Linked DNA regions of Mus musculus: regions 1, 3 and 4 are each linked to region 2. Evidence: chromatin contacts called from public HiChIP or PLAC-seq and promoter capture Hi-C data. All regions are on one chromosome and are shown on one strand. Each heading gives the region's core, a stretch centred on a gene start, on an enhancer-like site or on the middle of the called end of the contact. The rest is flanking DNA. Distances are from core to core; before and after follow the strand shown. Region 1 holds the start of Pm20d2 (peptidase M20 domain containing 2). Region 2 holds the start of Bach2os (BTB and CNC homology 2, opposite strand). Region 3 overlaps Map3k7 (mitogen-activated protein kinase kinase kinase 7). Region 4 holds the start of Pnrc1 (proline-rich nuclear receptor coactivator 1).

The links. Promoter capture Hi-C pulls out the DNA fragments that hold promoters and counts their contacts. HiChIP or PLAC-seq counts read pairs in DNA pulled down with a chosen protein or histone mark.
Region 1: an H3K4me3 HiChIP or PLAC-seq map of embryonic stem cells shows a contact between it and region 2, with 5 times the contacts expected there. The contact joins the promoter of Pm20d2 here to the promoter of Bach2os in region 2. A contact is called at or near these places in 2 of 484 Hi-C or Micro-C datasets (the G1E-ER4 cell line and cardiomyocytes), 2 of 115 datasets of contacts at active chromatin or transcription factors (embryonic stem cells and stem cell-derived neural progenitor cells) and 1 of 9 other capture datasets (embryonic stem cells).
Region 3: a contact with region 2 is called in a promoter capture Hi-C map of trophoblast stem cells, with 14 times the contacts expected there. The contact joins the enhancer-like site here to the promoter of Bach2os in region 2. A contact is called at or near these places in 16 of 39 promoter capture datasets (the 3T3-L1 cell line, 3T3-L1-derived adipocytes, the C10 cell line and 11 more), 1 of 15 datasets of contacts at CTCF or cohesin (large pre-B cells), 3 of 484 Hi-C or Micro-C datasets (bone marrow-derived macrophages, cerebellar granule neurons and embryonic stem cells), 12 of 115 datasets of contacts at active chromatin or transcription factors (T-cell acute lymphoblastic leukemia, acute myeloid leukemia, bone marrow-derived dendritic cells and 8 more) and 3 of 9 other capture datasets (adipose tissue, embryonic stem cells and liver).
Region 4: a contact with region 2 is called in a promoter capture Hi-C map of liver, with 4 times the contacts expected there. The contact joins the promoter of Pnrc1 here to the promoter of Bach2os in region 2. A contact is called at or near these places in 4 of 39 promoter capture datasets (the 3T3-L1 cell line, liver and stem cell-derived epiblast-like cells), 1 of 15 datasets of contacts at CTCF or cohesin (embryonic stem cells), 2 of 484 Hi-C or Micro-C datasets (both in liver) and 9 of 115 datasets of contacts at active chromatin or transcription factors (the 230-238 cell line, bone marrow-derived dendritic cells, effector CD8 T cells and 4 more).

Annotation. Positions count from the first base shown.
Region 1 is chr4:33,188,451-33,193,428 of GRCm38.p6, forward strand. It overlaps Pm20d2 (peptidase M20 domain containing 2), which reads right to left and starts at 1,287. Exons shown (of 7, transcript NM_001034867.2): 1 at 481-1,287. The coding sequence starts at 930.
Region 2 is chr4:32,570,402-32,575,100 of GRCm38.p6, forward strand. Bach2os (BTB and CNC homology 2, opposite strand) reads right to left here and starts at 1,261. Exons shown (of 5, transcript NR_026843.1): 1 at 1,183-1,261. The region is part of intron 3 of Bach2 (BTB and CNC homology, basic leucine zipper transcription factor 2); the gene reads left to right.
Region 3 is chr4:32,022,568-32,027,125 of GRCm38.p6, forward strand. It overlaps Map3k7 (mitogen-activated protein kinase kinase kinase 7), which reads left to right. Exons shown (of 16, transcript NM_172688.3): 16 at 1-900. Among named protein-coding and RNA genes, the nearest start is that of Map3k7, 61 kb to the left of the region's middle. Within about 2 kb of position 2,739, at least 12 of the 459 cell types and tissues checked have an H3K27ac peak or open chromatin away from gene starts, as enhancers often do. A contact at or near this core is called in trophoblast stem cells, where this site is marked.
Region 4 is chr4:33,245,947-33,250,512 of GRCm38.p6, forward strand. It overlaps Pnrc1 (proline-rich nuclear receptor coactivator 1), which reads right to left and starts at 2,841. Exons shown (of 2, transcript NM_001033225.2): 1 at 2,002-2,841; 2 at 1-561. The coding sequence starts at 2,451. The coding sequence ends at 118.

The sequences.
Region 1 (4,978 bases), core at 37-2,536, 620 kb after region 2:
CAGAGGATTACATTACTGCCACTGGCGGGTGAGCCGAGCTGAGTTGTGACATATAACCTTGCTCACAGAATTAAATACACTATCCTAAAGAGTAAACACAAGATCGGACCTGCCCAAGACAGACATGCACGACATTTTCCTGCTTAAAGAACCGAGACGCCTGTTTAATATGAAATAAAATGTACACTTAAATATGAACCTATCTACGTAGTAAATGTTTTGTTAGCTTCTCCGTTAGTTCTGCTCTTTAGTGGTTTGGCAGCCTGGTAGTTCTAAACACTGAAATTTACTATACAAATACCAATTATTCAAATCAAAATCTTTTGTTTGTTAAGTCTCCATTTATTTCCTCCAGATAGCACACGACCCAATGAGCAAACTGCAGCTGTCTGCCACCAAAAATAACCGGTCTGGTACTCCGACTGGTCTGGCACTCCGGGCTGGATCCGGCACGCCCCGCGCTGGCCCGGAGTGGCTCACCTTGACCGGCGGCGGCGCAGCGATGCTCTCCAGCGCAGCCCGCAGGCCGAGCGCCGCAGCCACCCCGACCTCGGCGATGAGGTTGTGGCCGCAGGCGTGGCCCAGGGCTGGCAGCGCGTCGTACTCGCACAGGAAGGCCACCTGCAGCGCGCGGGGCCCCGCCGCGGACTCCGGCGGCGCCCACTCGGCACGGAAGGCGGTGGGGAGCCCGAAGTGCGGCTGCACCGCCCACGAGGCGGCCGGCGGCTCGCACTCGAAGAAGCGCGTGAGCTCGCCGTGCGCGCGGTGCTCTTCGTAGGCCAGCTCGGGCGCGCTCCAGATGGCGCGGCTCAGCGCGCCCAGGCGCTCGGCCGCCTCGTCGATGCGCTCGGCCGCTCGCCGTTTCAGCAGCTCCAGCTCGGCGGCGCTGCTCGTGCCGGGCTCGGCCGGCCGCTCCACCACCGGACCCATGGCGCGGGCGTGCTGCGGTCTCTCCTCGTCCGCCCTCTGCGAGGCTCGGCGGCGCTCGGCTGTCTTATCTGACTTCGGCAACGCTCGGCGCCGCTCGGCAGTCCTTGCCAGTCCTATGCAACGCTCGGCGGCACCTTGGCAGCGCTTGGCCGCCCTTGGCAACGCTTAGCTGTCCTTGGCAGCCCTCCGCAAGGCTAGGCGCCTCGGCAGCCCTTGGCAGTCCGCACCGCTCGGCTGTCCTAATCAGTCCTCGGCCGCCCTCGGCGGCTTCGGCGACCAGCGCCCCGCGCTCGCCCACCGTACAGCACCACCCTAACTCTAACTTAACCCCCCACCCCCCAGGTCAGGAGTTGCCCTGTAGCTCCGCCCTCAAGGCTCGGCCTGGAGCTGGGGCGCCAACTCCTAAGAAGAGGAATTGTATAGGACAAGTTTTATCCAAAATTTTGATTGACAAGCCCAAGTAACATGATTTGCACAGCTTGTGTTCATAACGGGTCTAAAGTTACCCGATGAGGAAATTCAAGAAGTCATACTCTCCTTTTCCTCCAGAGTGATACAAGTTCAAAATTGTTATTGATGATACACACCTAATAATTAGTAGTCTGAGGTTTTCTTGTATTAAAAGCTTCTGCGTGTTCTTCCTATTCTACCCTCTCTTAAATTGCCACAACTAGGTCAAATAAGATACCATATATATATATATATATATATATATATATATATATATATATATATATATGATTTTTTTAAGGAGTGCACGCCTTTAATCCCAAGCATTTGGGAGGCAGAGGCAGGTGGATCTCTGAGTTCGAGGCCAGCTTGGTCTACAAAGTGAGTTCCAGGACAGCCAGGGCTATACAGAGTAAACTCGAGGGAAGTGGAAGGAATGAAGAGAAGAAAAAGGCAGACTGTAATCAATTTTTACTAGTTTATACCCTAAAACGCCAGAGTCCAGGTCACACTCTAACGTGAAAAAAACTGTCCTTAGTTAACACCCTAACCGAATGAAACTTTTCCCTAAACACAATAAATGTGATATAAATTCATGAATGGACTCACTTTCCTTTTTTAAAACTTTTTTTAACATTTTTTTGTGTTATTTTGTTTGTTTTGTCTGAATGTATGCGTGCACACCGAGTCTGGTGCCTGAGGAGGTCAGAAGAGGGCGTCAGATCGCCTGAAACGAGTTACACATGATTGCGAGCCACCCTCTGGGTGAATGGGAACTGAACCCTGGTCCTCCAGCCCCACCGTCATTTTCTTAACTTTACTCTTGTAACTCCTTTACAGGAGTCCTCCAGCATCTATGAGACTCCAGATTATTTTGCTCAGTGAACTGGCTAAAAGCCAGAATAATGTCAAAATAATAAGATCACTCACTCTGCACCAAGTGCTTTTCTGGATGTTTTAAATGTTAATACCTATTTCTCATCCCAACCTATGAGGTTTTTAGTGTGACTATTATCTTCAAATTACAGATGGGCATCCAAGATTATACAACTCACTAAGTACTGGGCACAGATTTCCACAAAAGACAACATCTAACCACTACACTTGATTGCTTGTGACATCTGAATTCACAAATCATCTATTTATATCACAATGGACACAATCATTCATCTTCAATAAATTTTTACAGCAGAGCTCTGCCAATAGCAGTGGAAATCCTGTTTGTTCTCATTAGACAGCTACACACAGGCTTGTGTATAAACTTTAGAGACAAGCTGCTATTTAGGTTGCTTGTTACAAAGTAATACTGTTGTCATCTGATGTGGTGGAAAGATAGGTAACTCTGGGCTGGGTTCCTCCTGCGTAGTCTGCCCACCCAGACATATATGTATTCAGTTTCTACTTTTGACATCATGGATTTCTTGTGCATGGTGATTTGTATTCTTGAATCTCTTTAATAAATTGTATCTTCTCTTCAGTCTTCATACTTTTTTTTGTTCCATTTTCTAGCACCTAACAGCATAGATATAACATCCCTTGTGGTGGTTTGAATAAGAATGGTCCCTGTAGACTCCTATATTTGAATGCATGATCACTGGGGAGAGATACTACTTGAAAGGGATTAGGTGTGGCCTTGTTGTGTGGAGAGCCATGCCGTGAGCAATCACCATTATAAGATGGCGCTGGCTTCCACTGTGCCTAACTAGTAAACAAGCCTTATGCGCAAGTGCAAGAGTAAATTCACGCCCAGCCACTGCCCATCTCAGGGCGTAAGTAATGGGGTGATGGGCGAGCAACTAATCGGGTGCTGTCACGCCACATCAGGTGCTGAAACGTCACGCTGCAGGCTATATAAGCAGCACCATTTTCCGGGTTCGGGTCTTCCTTATGTTGAAGCAATAAAAGCTTTGCCGTAGAAAGATCCGGTTGTCCGAGTGAATTCTTGCCAGCAAGATACTAGCTTGGGCAAGATTGTTGGAGGAAGTAAGTATGTCACTGGGGGGGTGCAGTAGGTTAAAAGCCCAAGCCAGGCCCAGTGTCTTTCTCTTCCTGCTGCCTCTGGATTGGATGTAAAACACTGAGGTACTTCTCTAGCACCATGTCTGCCTACGTGACTCCATGTTCCCTGTCGTGATGATAATGGATCAAACCTATGAAACTAACTGTAAGACATCCCCAGTAAATGCTTCTCTTTTATAAGATCTGGCGTAGACAGTGTCTCTGCCTAGCCACAGAACGCTGACTAGAAATCCTTCCTCTGTGACAGTAAATACCTTTGGCTAATTATTATTCTTGACTCTCATGGTAGCATTGTACAGCCACATCCAGCTTTTTACATGGGCAGTGGGGATTTGAACTTATACTTGCAGAGCAGTGATTTTACATTTTGAGCCATCTTCCCAGCTCAAGAATATCTTCCTAAAGCTGGGTTGGAGGTGGCATTCTTGAATGCCAGGAAACTACTCAGTATTTTTTTTTAAACTTGGTATCTTTTAACTATTCTACATACAAGTGTCTGCATTGTTTATGATACCACTCAGGTCTCTTTAAAAAAAAAAAAATCTCTCTTCCTTTACCTGGGGCTGGAGTTAAAAATGCAGAATGTACTATTAAGTGAGGTTTTTGTGGAGGGGGTTGGTTGGGTTTTGTTTTTTTGTTTGTTTGTTTTTTGTTTTGTTTTGTTTTCCTTTTGGAGGGAAGGAACTAAAGGCGAATAGAAGTAGTTCTACATAATGTATAGTTTTAAAGCATAAATACGTTTTTCTTCCCAGGCTACTCACAAAACAAGTTCCCTTCATTGGGGATAATAACGTTGAAACAGGAAATTCCTGATAAATGGATACTTTATTGGAATAAAGGGATGGAGTTTAGTTACTTCGGAAAACAGCTGAAATACCACCCACATCATACTACATATTATTTCAGCTTTCAGATTCAGACCTCCTTTTGACAAATGACAGGCTTCAGCATGGTTTATATTCTTTGGGTAGGATAAAAATAATCCTGTTTTGAAATCCCCAACACAGACCAACAAAACGTGACCTACATGAATCACAAACAGTGGGATGGGGTGGGGGGAAAGGATTTGAGGGGAGAGTAAAGGCAACGGGAAATCCTGGTGGGGAACAGTATGTAGGAGAGAAAACGATGTGACTCGTGGAGAAAATACAGTCATGTCACCCGAAACAAAATAGGAAATAAAATGCTTCCAAACGTAGATAGGAACCTTCTTCCCTGCCGTCTTCAGTTACAGTGTTTGAACCTGGACAATTCTGTCTAGCAGGAAGCAGGCCCATGGCACCATCTGGAGGCTGCTTCTACCTGAATGCTGAGAAAGAAAGACTGTGTCAGCACAGAATATTGTCTGTAAAATCTTCCTAAGCAACCCTCAGGGCACGTCACTATCTCCAGAATGGCAAGCTGAAATAAGCCAGTAACACACGAGCAAGAAACTCACATGGGCTGAGGTGTTGAAAGAGCTGGTGGCCACGTAACAGAAAGCAAAGACCTAAGGGGGCAGGTCAGAAGAAAGACCTAAAGGGGCTGATCGGAAGAAAGGCCTAAGGGGAAAGGTTGGAAGAAAGGTGAACTTTGATTA
Region 2 (4,699 bases), core at 11-2,510:
GTTAGCAGAATGTTTCATTGTGTCATATTGTCTACTCTGTGCTGTCTCTGGGGACCCAGAGAGTAAACACCTCTGATGAGAAGTACCGTCTGGAAGGATATGTTAGGCAGGAGCACTGACTCAAACAGCAAGCTGTACAAGCTTGTGTACGTTGTATTAATCTCCTGGAGGAAAGAGCAGAGGCGTGAGCTTTCTCGCAGCTGGTCGGCTTTCCAAGACGTTGTCACATTACCTAGTTTTCAGCCCTGTGTGGGGTACATGGATGCACACAAAAGCTTGTGAAAATATTCCTCTGGAAAGGCCCAGGGCTGCCCCTCATCTCCAGGAATGCCCGCCCGTTGCCTTGGAAACAGCCGAGGGCTGAGGTTGAGCCTCCGCATCCCTTGAGGAACAAGGCAGGTGCTCCCACCTGCTGGTCAGTGTAAGTTCCTCCTTGCTGTGTGGCTAGCAGATCTACAAACAGAACCCAGCACAAGAGTGAGGGCTCCCTTCCCCCTGAGAGAGAAGAAGATGTATGGCTGACTGTTTTCTTCTCCACTGACCGTCTTTAAAAACGAAGCCCGATTGCAACAATCCCTGATGAAATTCCATGTGTGGTTTGCTTTTGCTCCAAGGACTTTGACACTGCCATTGTTGATTTTCCCTTTCCCCCGCCAACCTTCCATCCTGTCTACCTGGTCTGTGTTTGCTGTCTAGATGGCTTTAAATACAGTAGCGCTCGGTGCGGAAGCCCTTTAGACTTTCCTTGTGATCTGCTCTGTGGCATGTTTTCTTTCTGCAAGTAAGCAAATACAGTCTGGAGCTGAAGTAAGATGGCTCTGCTGTCAGTGGAAATAGAAGTCCCCTGAGCCCCAAGGGTGCACAGCTTTTGTGATGCCCAGGTGCTATGTCTCCAACTGACGACCTGTGTGCTGCTGGGGCACCATCTAGGATCTGAGTGTCTGTTATCCAAAGCTTGGAAAATGGAGATAAACAGTGCACTGTATCATTGGAAGCCTAGGAGAAACAGCCCCACAGGCAAAGGCCTTTCCAACAGCCTGCAAAGGAGCCATTTGTCCTGCCTGCACTCACCACATGGGAGGCATAGTAAGTGCCACATGGAGTAAGTGCACAGCTAGGAAGTAACCCGACAGAATTTTCACCCGGCCCTAGGAAAGGCAAATGATTCTTTAGTGTGCTTACCTTTGTGCATGGTGATCAACTGGGCACAAATACCAGGACTGAGCCTCATGACTATCTGATGCAACCAACAGATAACTCCCAGATTCAGGGCAGACTAGCCATACCCTTGACCTCTTAAAGAACACAGACTCAACACTCCACCCTCTGAATCCTAACAGGAAGTTGCTTTCTTCACCAATAAACCCAGGCCCACATGCTTTCTCCAGTGACTCTTTTTCCTGAGAGATCTGTAAGATTCCTGGGCACGTCCTACACATGTCTAGCAAGCCTTTTGTGGGGACCCATCTGAATTGTGGAACAATACTGGAACAATAAAATGTGCTTTAGATTTTAATTTTTCATCATTGAATTTTTTGTAAATAACTTGTATAGATTACATTAGAAATATTTTATACACTGGGATAAATGACATGTTCTTAAAATGAAACTCACCTGGATTGTTTTGTTTTGTTTTGTTTTTACTTTATTTAATGTGGCCGCTTTCAATTTTTTGGTTTCTTGCAGGGGTGGGGGTGTTGGTTGAGTTTTTCTGAAACAAGCTCTCGGTATTTAACCTTGGCTAGGCTCAAACTCAGAGATCCACCTGCCTCTGCCTCTCAAGTGCTGGGATTAAAGGTGTAACACAACACACCTGACTGACATACACTTGTAAGTTTAGCCTCTCTGACTGGTGTTAGTATTAAAGGTTAGCCTAGCACATGACATTTAGGCTTACATTGCCATCTGCTGGCCAAGCCAAGAAATTGAATATGAGAAAAAAACCTAAGCAACCTGAGCTGGGTCTAATAGCCTGGGCTGGCCTGGAACTCCACAGGCCTCTGAGGGTGGCCTTAATCTTCCTGCCTCCACCTCCTCCCAAGTGCTAAGATTGCTGAGGTCATAACTGTGCAGGAGTTGCAGAAACAGATGTAACTGCAGAAGTTCCCAAACCATCAGCACCGCCTTAGCAAGGAAGGGCAGAGAGAAGCTGTTAAAAGTCACAGACCTGGGGCTGGAGAGATGGCTCAGTGGTTAAGAGCGCCAGCTGCTCTTCCGGAGGTCCTGAGTTCAATTCCCAGCACCCACACAGTGGTTCTCAACCATCTGTAATGGTATCTGAAGTCCTCTTCTGATGTGTCTAAAGACAGTGACAGTGTACTCAAATATATAAAATAAATAAATCATTTTTTAAAAATGTCACCGACCTGAACTCCAAACCCCATGGAGACTGACAAGGCCCTAGAGAGAGAGAGAGCCTGGGCTTGCTCTCAGCTTCTGCATCAGACACAAAGTCAATGTTTTCACACAAAACAATTAGGGTCTTCAGTAGCCCATGCTGGCCTTAAACTCAGTTTGTCAGTTTGTAGCTAAGGATGACCTTGAATTCCTAATTTCCATACCTTCACTTCTTGTGTTTATAGATGAGGACCACTCCCTGCATCAGGTCTCCATAGTTGCCGTTCTTACAAAATAATACATACTAAAATTAAACAACAGAGAAGACACCTCCAGAGTTGTGATATCCTCTCTTCATTGTTGTGGAGTTTTATTTATTTATTTCTATTTTATAGTTGTTTGTGTGTATGTCTGTCTGTACCACGTGTGTGTCTGGGGCCAACAGAGACCAGAAGAGGGTATTGGATTCCCTGAAACTGTAGCCACAGATGATTGTGAGCTGCCATGTATGTTCGTGTGTGTGTGTGTGTGTGTGTGTGTGTGTGTGTGCTGGAAATCAAACCTGGGTCCTCTGGAAGAATAGCAGGTGTTCTTAACTATCGAGCCATCTCTCCCACCCCTGCCATCCTCTCTTTTAAAAATATTTACCTTGACTTGTGAAGGACTTAAAAGTAGGAATCGTGCCTAAACCTTAATGGCTTACAGTAGCAGTGGTCATTCAACAGCTCTCACACGTTCTGTGTGTCAGGAACTGAGCTGGCCCTCATGAGCATTTCTGGCTCAGATCGGGTGTTGGCTGGGGTTACAGTCCTCTGCGGGTCTCAGTGGCTTCAAGAATTCACTTCTGGGCTGGCAAGGTGGTTCCTCGGGTAAAAGGGGCAGCCACTAAGCATGGAAACTGAGTGTCATTCCCAGGGCCTGTCTAGCTAGAGGAGTGAACTGAGTTCAGAATAATTAAATAAAACCTCATAAGCAATGAGCATGCTTCCATTCACAGAACTGGCAGGATAGTGCTGTGAGCTGGAGATGCCAGGTCTGCCCTACTGAGCAGCCAGTGAAACAGGACAAAGTACAAGTCTCAGTGCCCTTCAAGGCTTAACTTCGAGAACACATGACATCGTCCAGCAAGGTGTTTATCAGAAGGAAGGAATATGCATCGTGTCAGAGAAATAACAGAATTACCCTGTAAAAGAAAACGTAATTTTAAAAACCATATCCTGACAAAGTGCCTAGCATAACACTAACCTGAGAAGCGTACCTTGTTTTGCACGAGGACACTGAGGGTCAGAGGGGTGATGTCACCTCTCTCCTGTGTGAGAACTAAAGCCCAGCTCTGACTCCTCCTACCCAGGATGTCACCTTGGGTTCTGTGTGAGTAAAAAAGACTCTCACTGACTGGTGCATCTCTGCAGTGTCTTCAAGGTGTGCTGGGCTCAGTCTTCCTTCCCCATCTGTACATCGGTCTTTAGAAGATCACTTTGGCCATTTTGTTGAATTCCGGTTGTGTGTCTTGTAGCAGGGGCTTTGATAAACCATGGTCTTTCTTACAAAAGTTCTGCAACATTGGAAGAACTAACACAGTTTACAATATTTTTAATGCCATTTGCTTCAAAGGAACCTCAGGAAATGATAACATTATAATCTGTGTGTGTGTGTGTGTGTGTGTGTGTGTGTGTGTGTTGAGACAAGGTCTCACTATGTAGGCCAGACTGGCTCCCCACTTACTCTGTAGCCCATGCTATGCTCAGATGCATGGCAATCCTCCTGAGTGTTGGGATTAGAGCTATACACCACCAGGCTGGCCGACTTGTGTGTGTTTGTACTGTTTGGTTATACGAATATTTCATCTTACTTGTATTGGAAATAAGAGAAGTATTAATCACTACTTGCTTTCAGTACTTCCCATGACTTGCTCATCTTAAAAAGAGGTTTGGAGACTGGAGAGCTGGCTCAGCAGTTAAGAGCACTGGCTGCTCTTCCAGAGGTCCCAGGTTCAACTCCCAGCTCCTGCATGGTGACTCAACCAGTTCTATAATTCCAGTCACAAGGACTCCAGCACCATCTTCTGGCCTCCATGGGCACCACACAAACAAGGTGCACAGAGATGCATGCATGCAAAACACCCACACACATAAAATTAAAAATAAAATAGAAATACAAACAAGAAAATGATATTTGACTGGACAGATGGCTCTGCAGTTGACAGTGTATGCTGCTCCTGCAGAGGACCCAAGTTCAGTTCCCAGTGCCCTCAGTAGGCGTCTCACAACCCCCCTAACTCCAGCTCCAGGGCCTCGTACACCTTCTTGTGGTCTGCACTTATGTGCGTGCACATGTCAACATGCACACATAAACACACACA
Region 3 (4,558 bases), core at 1,489-3,988, 550 kb before region 2:
TCGGCTTAGCAGTTAAGAGCACTCATGTGGAGGACTAGGGTTCTGTTCCCAGCACCCGCATGGAGACTCCCAACTCTCTGCAACTCCAGTTCCGGGGTGGTCTGACTCCTTATGTTCCTGATGGTTCTTGTAAGCACATGGTGCATATATACTCAGACGAGCGTGCGCGCGCGCACACACACACACACACACACACACACACGTGAGAAAAAAAAAGTCCTCTTTATTTTTTCATGGGCCTTCATTTTTATGGAGTACAGCATAAAAGTGACTGACTTATCATTGCAAACTTCTTAATGTTTTTTCTAAGCTACAGTAACCATTTTGCTTTTATATCAAGTAACCCCCCCCCCCGCTTATAGATAACCACATATTTTTACTATCTATCCATTAGTTTCCTCGTTGCTTCAGTATTGATAAGCTACTGTTACTAATGACAAGTTCATGTCAGCCCCACCATAGAAGCCCCTGTAAGATGCTGAAGGCGGGGGTTGCTAAGCATTGGCCCCTGAATCTGCTCTTCTACCAGCTCCATCTGTGTAGGTGGAGTCACTTGTGTGAGAACTGCCCACTCATCAGCAGAGGAAACATTTCTACACCTCCTCAACCCAGATATCTGCTCGGAATGACTGCGATGTTGTGAAGGCCCCCTGTGAATTGGAGGGCTTCAGTGTTGGCACTCACTCACTTGGAATTCCTTCTTCCATCTGAGAGACAAAATGCCCAAAATGAAGTACAAGTACTGGGCCAACTGACAGAAGATCCACCCGGCACACAGGAAGTGAGCTCTGGTCTGAACTTTTGTCATCTTTGTGGTGGTGGTATTTTTGTTTCTGTCTACTAGGAAGTCATATTTAATTAAGGCGTAATTTATGTACAATAAACTTCATTCATTTCAAAGTGTACAGTTTACTGAGTTTTGACAGATACATGCACTTATGAAACCACTCCAGCAGTCAGCATCCTGAATATGTCTACCACATAATCTCCCCCATGCCCTTTTGAGGTCAGTTGTCCCCTCCAAGACCCCATCTATAGACAGCCCCTGGTCTCTGCTAGCTGTAGAGAGAACGAACATACAGTGCCTGTAGTCTTAAATGAAGTCCTACCCTGTGAATTTCCTCTTTTAAGCTCTCTCCCTTGATCTAAATGGCTTCTTTTTAATTCCTTTGAGAGGCTTTTCTAATTAATTTCTGATAGTACTTGAAACTCGGTGTTAGATTTTGAAAGAAACTTTAATTTTCGGGAATGTGTGGTGTATCGTGTTTCGCTGTACAGGGTCATAGTCTGGAGACACTTTAGATGATTATTGCCACAGACCCTCTGGGTCCCTGTGTCTGCGTGGAACGGGTCTCTGGGGCAGGTGGGCAAAGCGTCAGATGAATTGACAGACAGATGCACACAGGAGAGGTTGTGTAGAATCTGAATGTATGTGTCAGGTCGAGCATCAGACCTTTATAGTACAGAGAATACAAGGGGTTGGGAGTCACAGCAGGCAAGGTACATTGAAGTTTACCAGATACAAAACAAAGGAATGACTTCGAAAGGATTTACAGGAACCAGGTAAATGTTTACAATAAAGATAAAGCAGTCCTGCCTAGGATCAGCTTAATGACAGGCAAGAATTTCACACTTTAGTGTTAATAGCACCAGGGGGTTCTGCTCTTGGCAGGCCTCAAGAATAATGCAATGTCACAGACCCCTAAATTCCTAGGCCTTGCTAAATTCTTATCTGGAGAATCTCCATTTGTCAGGAGAGTATGCCAATTTGCTTTTGGTATGCAATGTAGCCTGTACTAAAGCTTTCTATCTCAGTGAGATTCCCTGGCTCTTTCTGCAGACCAGTTGAGCCACTGGCTATTGTAATGCTTAATTAGTTACTAGTTAATTAGTTAATAGGTTAACTTCCTTGCTGCCTTCTCACAGGATTCTAAACTCGGGGGGGGGGGGGGGGGCTTCTGGGATTTTGGAACACTGGGGAAACTAACTATACCGAATTAATCTTAAGAGGCATTTATAATAAAATATTAAAAGAGAGCTTGTAGATCCATACACCAGACTAACTCGGGAAAAGAGTATGAGAATGAGAGCGCCAAAACTCCAGGAGGAGAGCTTCCTTGAAACTCTTTGCCTCATGAGTGGCTTTTAGGCATCACTGCCTGTCAAGCTGACTCGACCGGAGTGCCGTGGCAGATTATTATGGCTTTTATAGAATCTCAATCCCTTGCTTGCAGAATTCCCCTTCACCTGGATAAAGTGTGCATTTGTAACTGTATACAGTCATGGGAAATAGCATGCTGGTAGGTCGGTCCATGTTACTTTTTAGTATATACTCTAACAGTTGGTATAACTTTTAAGAATGTTTTGTTGAATTATAAATACCTCCTGCTCGCTAAAAATCCTAAGAGGGCTCACTAGAAATCCTGAGAGAGAGCACTTGTTGCTTTTACAGAGAGGACCCAGGTTCAATTCCCAGCACCCATTTGATAGCTCACAACCCCATAATTCTGTTTCCAAGGGGATATGACACCCTCTCCTGACCTCCATGGGCATCAACCATGCACATGATACACATATATACACTCAGACAAAAGCATTCATACAAAAAAGTATAGTAAAAAAAAAAACCCTTTACCTAGGAAAGACTACATCACAAAACAATGTTTAGAACTGTTCAGTGGCTATACAAAGAGCCTGAGGGTACTTGACATATCTCACACATGTGTCATCTGTGATTCATGGCATGGTACACAAAAGTACAGTTTGCTTTCTTAGCCCATGTAGGGCTGGCCCCAGCCTGCCTTCATGCCTAGCCTCTGCTGTTTCTGCCATGAGCCAGCCACGCAGCCCTGGGAGCATCAGGTTTCTGTTTAAAGCACCTGGCCTTTTCATATCAGTTATTTCGGGCAGCCTTTCAAATCAGTAGCTTTCATGGTATAACCTGAGTCTTGTAAGATTCCAAAGGCTACTTTCCAGGAAGCTTTTTCTAAGAATGAGTAAATGTTTCCTGGTGATTTTAAATTTCCAAGTGAGGAACTTCATTCTTCTGTCCTTCTTCAGTGACTAGTGATAACCTCCATATTTCAGAACGTAGCCACGCCGTTGCAGTCAAAGCACCCGAAATGACTGAGGGAATGCTAACTGTGTATCTTCTGGGAAGCAAAGGAACGGTCAGAATGGGTTCGTCTTTAGAATTGTACGTATACGCCTTATCTTCAAACGTGATTCTTCATAGGAACTGAAAAAGACTCGACTTCATATGGAAAGACAAAAACTCAGCGTAGCTAAAGCAATCTTGAATAATAACTGATTTCAAGTTGTAGTGCAAAGCTGTTTATTGGAAAAAAAAAAACACACTGTAGAACTGACAGCAACTTTGATGTTTCTGGATGGCATGGCTGCGTGAAGAAGACTGCAGAATCCATCCATCTCTATCATGCTGCACAAAACTCAATTCCAGATTGATTAAGGACCTTAGCATAAGCCCATACACCCTGAGTATGTTAGAAAATAGGGGATGGGCTTGAACTTATCAGCACCAGAAAGGAGTTTCAGAAGAGGATGCATAGCCCAGGTACTAAGAGCAGCAATAAATGGGACCTGATGAAGTTAGAGTTCCTGTACAGCAAAAGACTATGTACAGAGTGAATGTTTCCATGATGTGTTGGGGTCTCGGCACCTGGCATTTGAAATGTTCCTTGGTGTAGTTACCTGGCCTTGTCCTTGTTGGGTAAGTGTTCCTGCTTTGGTTGCTACTGCTCACTCTGGGTCTTAGGCAAATGTGATCCCTGGTAGAAAGTGGGTGGGCAGGTGTCACAAAGGAATTGAGATGGGCTTTAAGGAAAAGCTTAAAAGGGTGATAGTGGGAAAGAGCTAAGGGGAGCCGAGTTCTGCACCAAGACATTCCCTTGGGGATAGCGGTGCACTGAGAAGAGGGGCTCCTGCAGACACACTGCAACAGGACTAAAGGTGAATCTAGAGGGACCAGAATGGACAACTCTGCCTTTCTGTATGGGTCCAGTGTGACCAGTTGCCTCCAACTCCTGCAACTCACTGTAAATTCGCTACCATGATGAACTGCCACCTGGAACTGTGAAACCAAAAGAAACGCTTCCTTCCTTACGTTGCGTTGCTTTCATCCGGGCATTTTGGCACAGCAACAGAAAGAAACGTAATAGTACTCAGTACTAAGTGTAGACATGTGCCAATAGTCTGAGCACTCTGGAAACTAAGGCAGGACAACTACTGTGAGTTTGGGGGTATCTTAAGCTAGATAATGAGGCCTTGCCTCAAGCCAATCGATCAATAAACGATTTGGGAGGTATATAGCACTCCTTGGCTTATACTCGAAGGTTGTAGTTTCTTACCACACAGATGATTGCTCAGCTGGCTCCCTTGCCTCTCTATTCACAGAGCTAGGAAATGGAAACACTGTAAATGGTATTCAACCGGTGAATGGGAAATGAAATACACGTACACACAATGCAGTAGTATTCGGCTGTAACAGAATGAGATGATAAAGGTTTGCAGGTAAATAAGTGAATGGGACTGAGTGAGG
Region 4 (4,566 bases), core at 1,591-4,090, 680 kb after region 2:
ACTTAAGCTCATTGTGTCGGATGCTGCAACAGGGCAAGTTTTCACTGCTGTATCCGTTTCCTTTCGAGTCCAAAGGTCTGGGGAAATCGATGTTTACCACACACTGCAGACGCAAGCCTAGGTCTGCACCTTGAGGAGCGTTTTCAAGTGCACTGCCATCAGCTCCCGGCTCTGGCTGGGGTTCTCGGCGGTACTTCCCATCCAGTGACTCGGAGGCTTTGGGAGGACACTAGGGGAAGGTGGGTCACTGAACTTTGCTCCGGCGTAATTTTCCTTTTGGCTCACTTCTGTTAGAAATGCTGATTTCTTCAAATGGTTACTTTTAATGTTCTCAGTATTTTTAAAAGACTTTTTTTCCTGCTTCTGCATTCGATCGGAGGAAGCAGAATCCTGCCAAAAGTCACTTTCATTCCTTTTTGCAGAGGTGATCTTGGTTAGTGGCAAGTTGTATTTGCTTTTCTGTCTGTTTATCTTTGGTTGTTCACACAAGTGTATACCATGCACAAGCTGGCTGTGGGGAAGGGCAATTTTCTCCGATTTTCCCATCTTTGATTTTAAAACCTACAAAGGAACACAAAAGTGAGCAATTTTCAAGATAAAAGTTATCTTTACATATATTTTACAAACTTGCTTTTAAAGTCCTCTAGAATTTAATCCGGTTTTAAATAAATACGTTATGTGTGGGATGTGCTTACTACTGGATGTTCAAATGTGCACGCCTCTTATGTTGCTATTGAATTGATGCTGTTAATTATAGCATATATCAAACTTACATTCAGAAAAATATCACTTAAAAAAAACTCAATGTCCATCTTTTCTAACTGTAAACAACAGTAAGGAACAAGTGTCCTCTATAGGTTAGAAAAAAAGTTCCCGTCTGCCTTTCAGATTCAGCAACTTCATGGACGACCTTCTAAGCTCAGCCAAAAGGTCTGTAAGGCAGAAGCAGAAAGGTAAATTCCAGGCCAGCCGGGGCTACAGCCCGAATCCTAACAGGCCACAAACTTTTGCACTGTAGTAACTTTCCCAGCATAATCTACAGAAATGTGCACCAAATGAAAACACCCTTAGATCACTGCCCCTCTGATGCTTGCATGATATAGTAAGGACACAAAAACTGAGACCCAAGTACAAGGTCATACTGTCTTTCCCGTTCAAAACTGCCTCTGAAAAATAGAATCTTCTCCAATGTACAGTGAGTTCTAAGCTAATGCAAGTGCCTGTCTGAAAAACTAAAAACCAAACCAAACCAAACAAAAAACCACTTCAGGATCTAAATTCTTATTCCTCTTCATGGGCACATCTTGATCAAGTACAATTTCAGTACAATGGCTGCTTTTCGTGTCACTACCAACAAAGAATTCTTCAAGCTGTATGAAAAAGGTGGTTTCGGCTTTTGTTTTTCATGCTAAGACAACTCTCAAATCCTTTAGCCTCGACAAAACTGTATCCCAGTTATCCAGATCCGTTAACCGAGGAGTCCATTTTATAACTTCTAAAAACTCATTCAGGGCGCTGCTTAGAAGCCCCCTCCAGCGAGGCAAGCTCGTGCCGGCCTGCACAGGGCCCGGGACACCTTCGCGTCGGGCATCAGACGGAGACTCCTGCCAACTTCCCAACAGCAGTCCGACTCAGCGGATCTGGCTGTGCGTGGGTCCCGCCCGCCCGGTGCCCCACTGGGCACCGCGCCTGCGCCTGCGCCTCCGCCCCCACCCAGCACCGCCTTCATGAGCGCCCCAGAGCGCTGCACGTAGCGGGCTGACGTCAGCCCTCCGCAGGTCCCTGAGCCCCGAACGCCGAAACCCCCTGGAGCGCCGCCAAGCTTCTAAATGCAGGCTGTTGCTGGGCCGTAGCCGCCGCTCCCATTGGCTGGCTCCGGAGCCAATGGGCGGCGCCAGCGCAGCCGCCCAGCCCCCCTCCCGCTTCCGCCCCACCACTCGAGCGAGCGTCACGGAAACTTCCCTCCCGAGTAAACAGCCGCCCCGCCCCCACCGGCCCTACCTCCTTCGCGAGTGGGGGCTGTCTGTGGAGCAGGGCAGTGGCCGCCAGACCTCGCTCCTCCTGCGCGACGATTGGCCCCGGCGCCGGGCTGCGACCACCCTCCAGGCTCGGCCGGTGCTGCTGGAACTGGTGGAAGCGGCTGGGCAGCTGCCCGGCCGGGCTGGCCCGCACCTTTTTCTTCCGCCGCTTCTTGGGCGCCGCCCGCGGGGCAGCCGCCGGGGCCAAGGTGCAGCCGGACGGCGCGGTGGTGCGAGGCGCGGGCGCCAGGCACGGCCCGTCCCCCCCGAGGAAGTGCGGCAGGAAGAGGGTGGGTGGCAGCGCGCGCGGGTCCGGAAGGCGCGGCAAGGGCGGCGGGGCCGGGTTCACCATCGGGAGGGCCCCGAGGAACCCGAGCGGCGCTAAGCGGCCGCTCAGAGCGAGATCTCGCTGTGGGACGGAGACGACGGTCATGGCGCGGGGACTCGGCAGAAAGGCGGGGAGCAGGAGTCACGGGGCGGCGGCGGAGGCTGCTGCTGGAAGGTTCGGAGCAAGGACCATGACTCGGGCGAGGCGGCGCAGCAACAAATAGCGCTGGCCACCGCGGCCAGTGTTGTTACCCGAGGCCCCGCCCCGTGCCCGCCCACCTCCCTGCGGCGGCCCAATCCGCGTGCGCCTGCCAGGCCACTCCCTCGGTCCCGCCTCCGCGCCCCGAGGCAAGACACAAACAAGCAGCCTGCTGCAGCCCTTCACAAAGAGCGCACGTTGCGCAGGCGCGCCCAACGGGCTCTTACCGAGAGTGTCCCGTGAACAATGAAGTTCGACTTCTGCCTCACCTCCCTGGCAGCGATCCTTTGGGGTAGCCTGGGGGTGGGGCAGGGGAGGAGGAGGAGAGAGGCGGTGGAGGAACTAGGAAGCTTCTGACCTCCAGAAAGGACTGCTTTGTAGGTTTTCGATTTCAGCCCTACATAAAAATTTTAAGAGATTTCGGAGAACACTAAGGATTTATTTCACTAAGGATTTACAGCACTGGTGAAGATCTGCCTCCATTTAACCTACAGTGAAATTTGGCTATGTGGTTTCTCATTCGGTTTTCCGACGCTGCCAATTAACCCTGGTGGTGAAAATAAAAAAGGGTTTACTGAAGGATTCTTCAGCTCATCAGAAGTACTCTATAATGCCGAAAATGGGCCTTTAATTTTTTACTGCCTTTATAGCTAAAGATCTCTGGGAGTCTCTTGAGATCTCACATTGCCCCTGAAACTTGATGCTGCTGCCAACCAATTGGCCTTTGTCCCACCCAGAGAAAACAGCTCTGCTACAGTTGCTAGCTAACTGGGTTAACAGAATTCTCTACTCACAGTTTAATACAGAAAAGAACTGTAGACACCAGTTACCAAATAGGACCTCAGAACCAATTTCTGTAATTCATCTTGTTTGAAACATACTTCTTTAATGATTGGGGCTTTATTTATTTAGTTTCCTCTTTTTTCTTTCTTCGAGATGGCGTTACTCTTTGTGTAGCCCAGGCTGTACTCTGTACTCGATCTGTAGACCAGGCTGGCCTCGAACACAGAGATACACCAGTCTCTGCCTCCCTAGTGCTGGGATTAAAGGCCCATGTCACCATTGTCCAATAATTTTTTTTTAATCATTTTACAGTAAGGCATACAAGAGACTAAAGAATTAGACACAAATCATTAAAAAATTAACAGAAGAATCTGAACTCTGGTCTAGGTATGGCAAGGTCAAGACCTGTAACACTAGCTCCTGGAGAGGCAGAAGTAGAGGATGGGAAATTTCTAGTGTAGGGAATTTAATGAGACTCTGCCTCATAATAAAAAGAGCAGGGCATCTAGATGGATCAGTGAGTAATTAAAATGCTTGCTATATAAGCCTAGCAGCCTGAGTCCCATCCCTGTAAGCCACCTAAAAATGAAAGACAGCCAAAACCACAAAGTGGCCCTCTGACTTCCAAACACATTCTGCCGCAAACCTGCTTCCACTACACACACACACACACACACACACACACATAGACACACACACACTGTGAGGAGAACAGAAGATGGGAATGAGCTAGGAGGTTAGAGGCAGGGAATAGTTCCATTGTCTTTGGCCAGCAGTAGGGAATGTCTTTGTTCTCAGGCTAGAGATCCCAGAAGGGAGCCCTGACATCTTACTTCTTTCTACACAGCCACTCCCAGTACATTGATTCTTTGATAGTGAACAGATGATGGTGAAAGTCAGGAATATCCATTCCTGATTTCAGTTCAGACCTTTTTTTTTTTTTTTTTTTTTTGAGACAGGGTTTCTCTGTATAGCCCTGGCTGTCCTGGAACTCACTTTGTAGACCAGGCTGGCCTCAAACTCAAAAATCCGCCTGCCTCTGCCTCCCAAGTGCTGGGATTAAAGGCATGCGCTACCAAGCCGGGCGATTTCAGCCCTTCTTGTAAATGATGTCAGGGTGAGCACTTCTGAAGTGGTAGTCGTTGCATGCAGTTCCCTTGATCGGGACTCTGTTGAGGCTCATCAAGAGACAGCTATCTCCTAGTCAAAGTTTGGAACCCACCACTTGCCAGAGTAGAA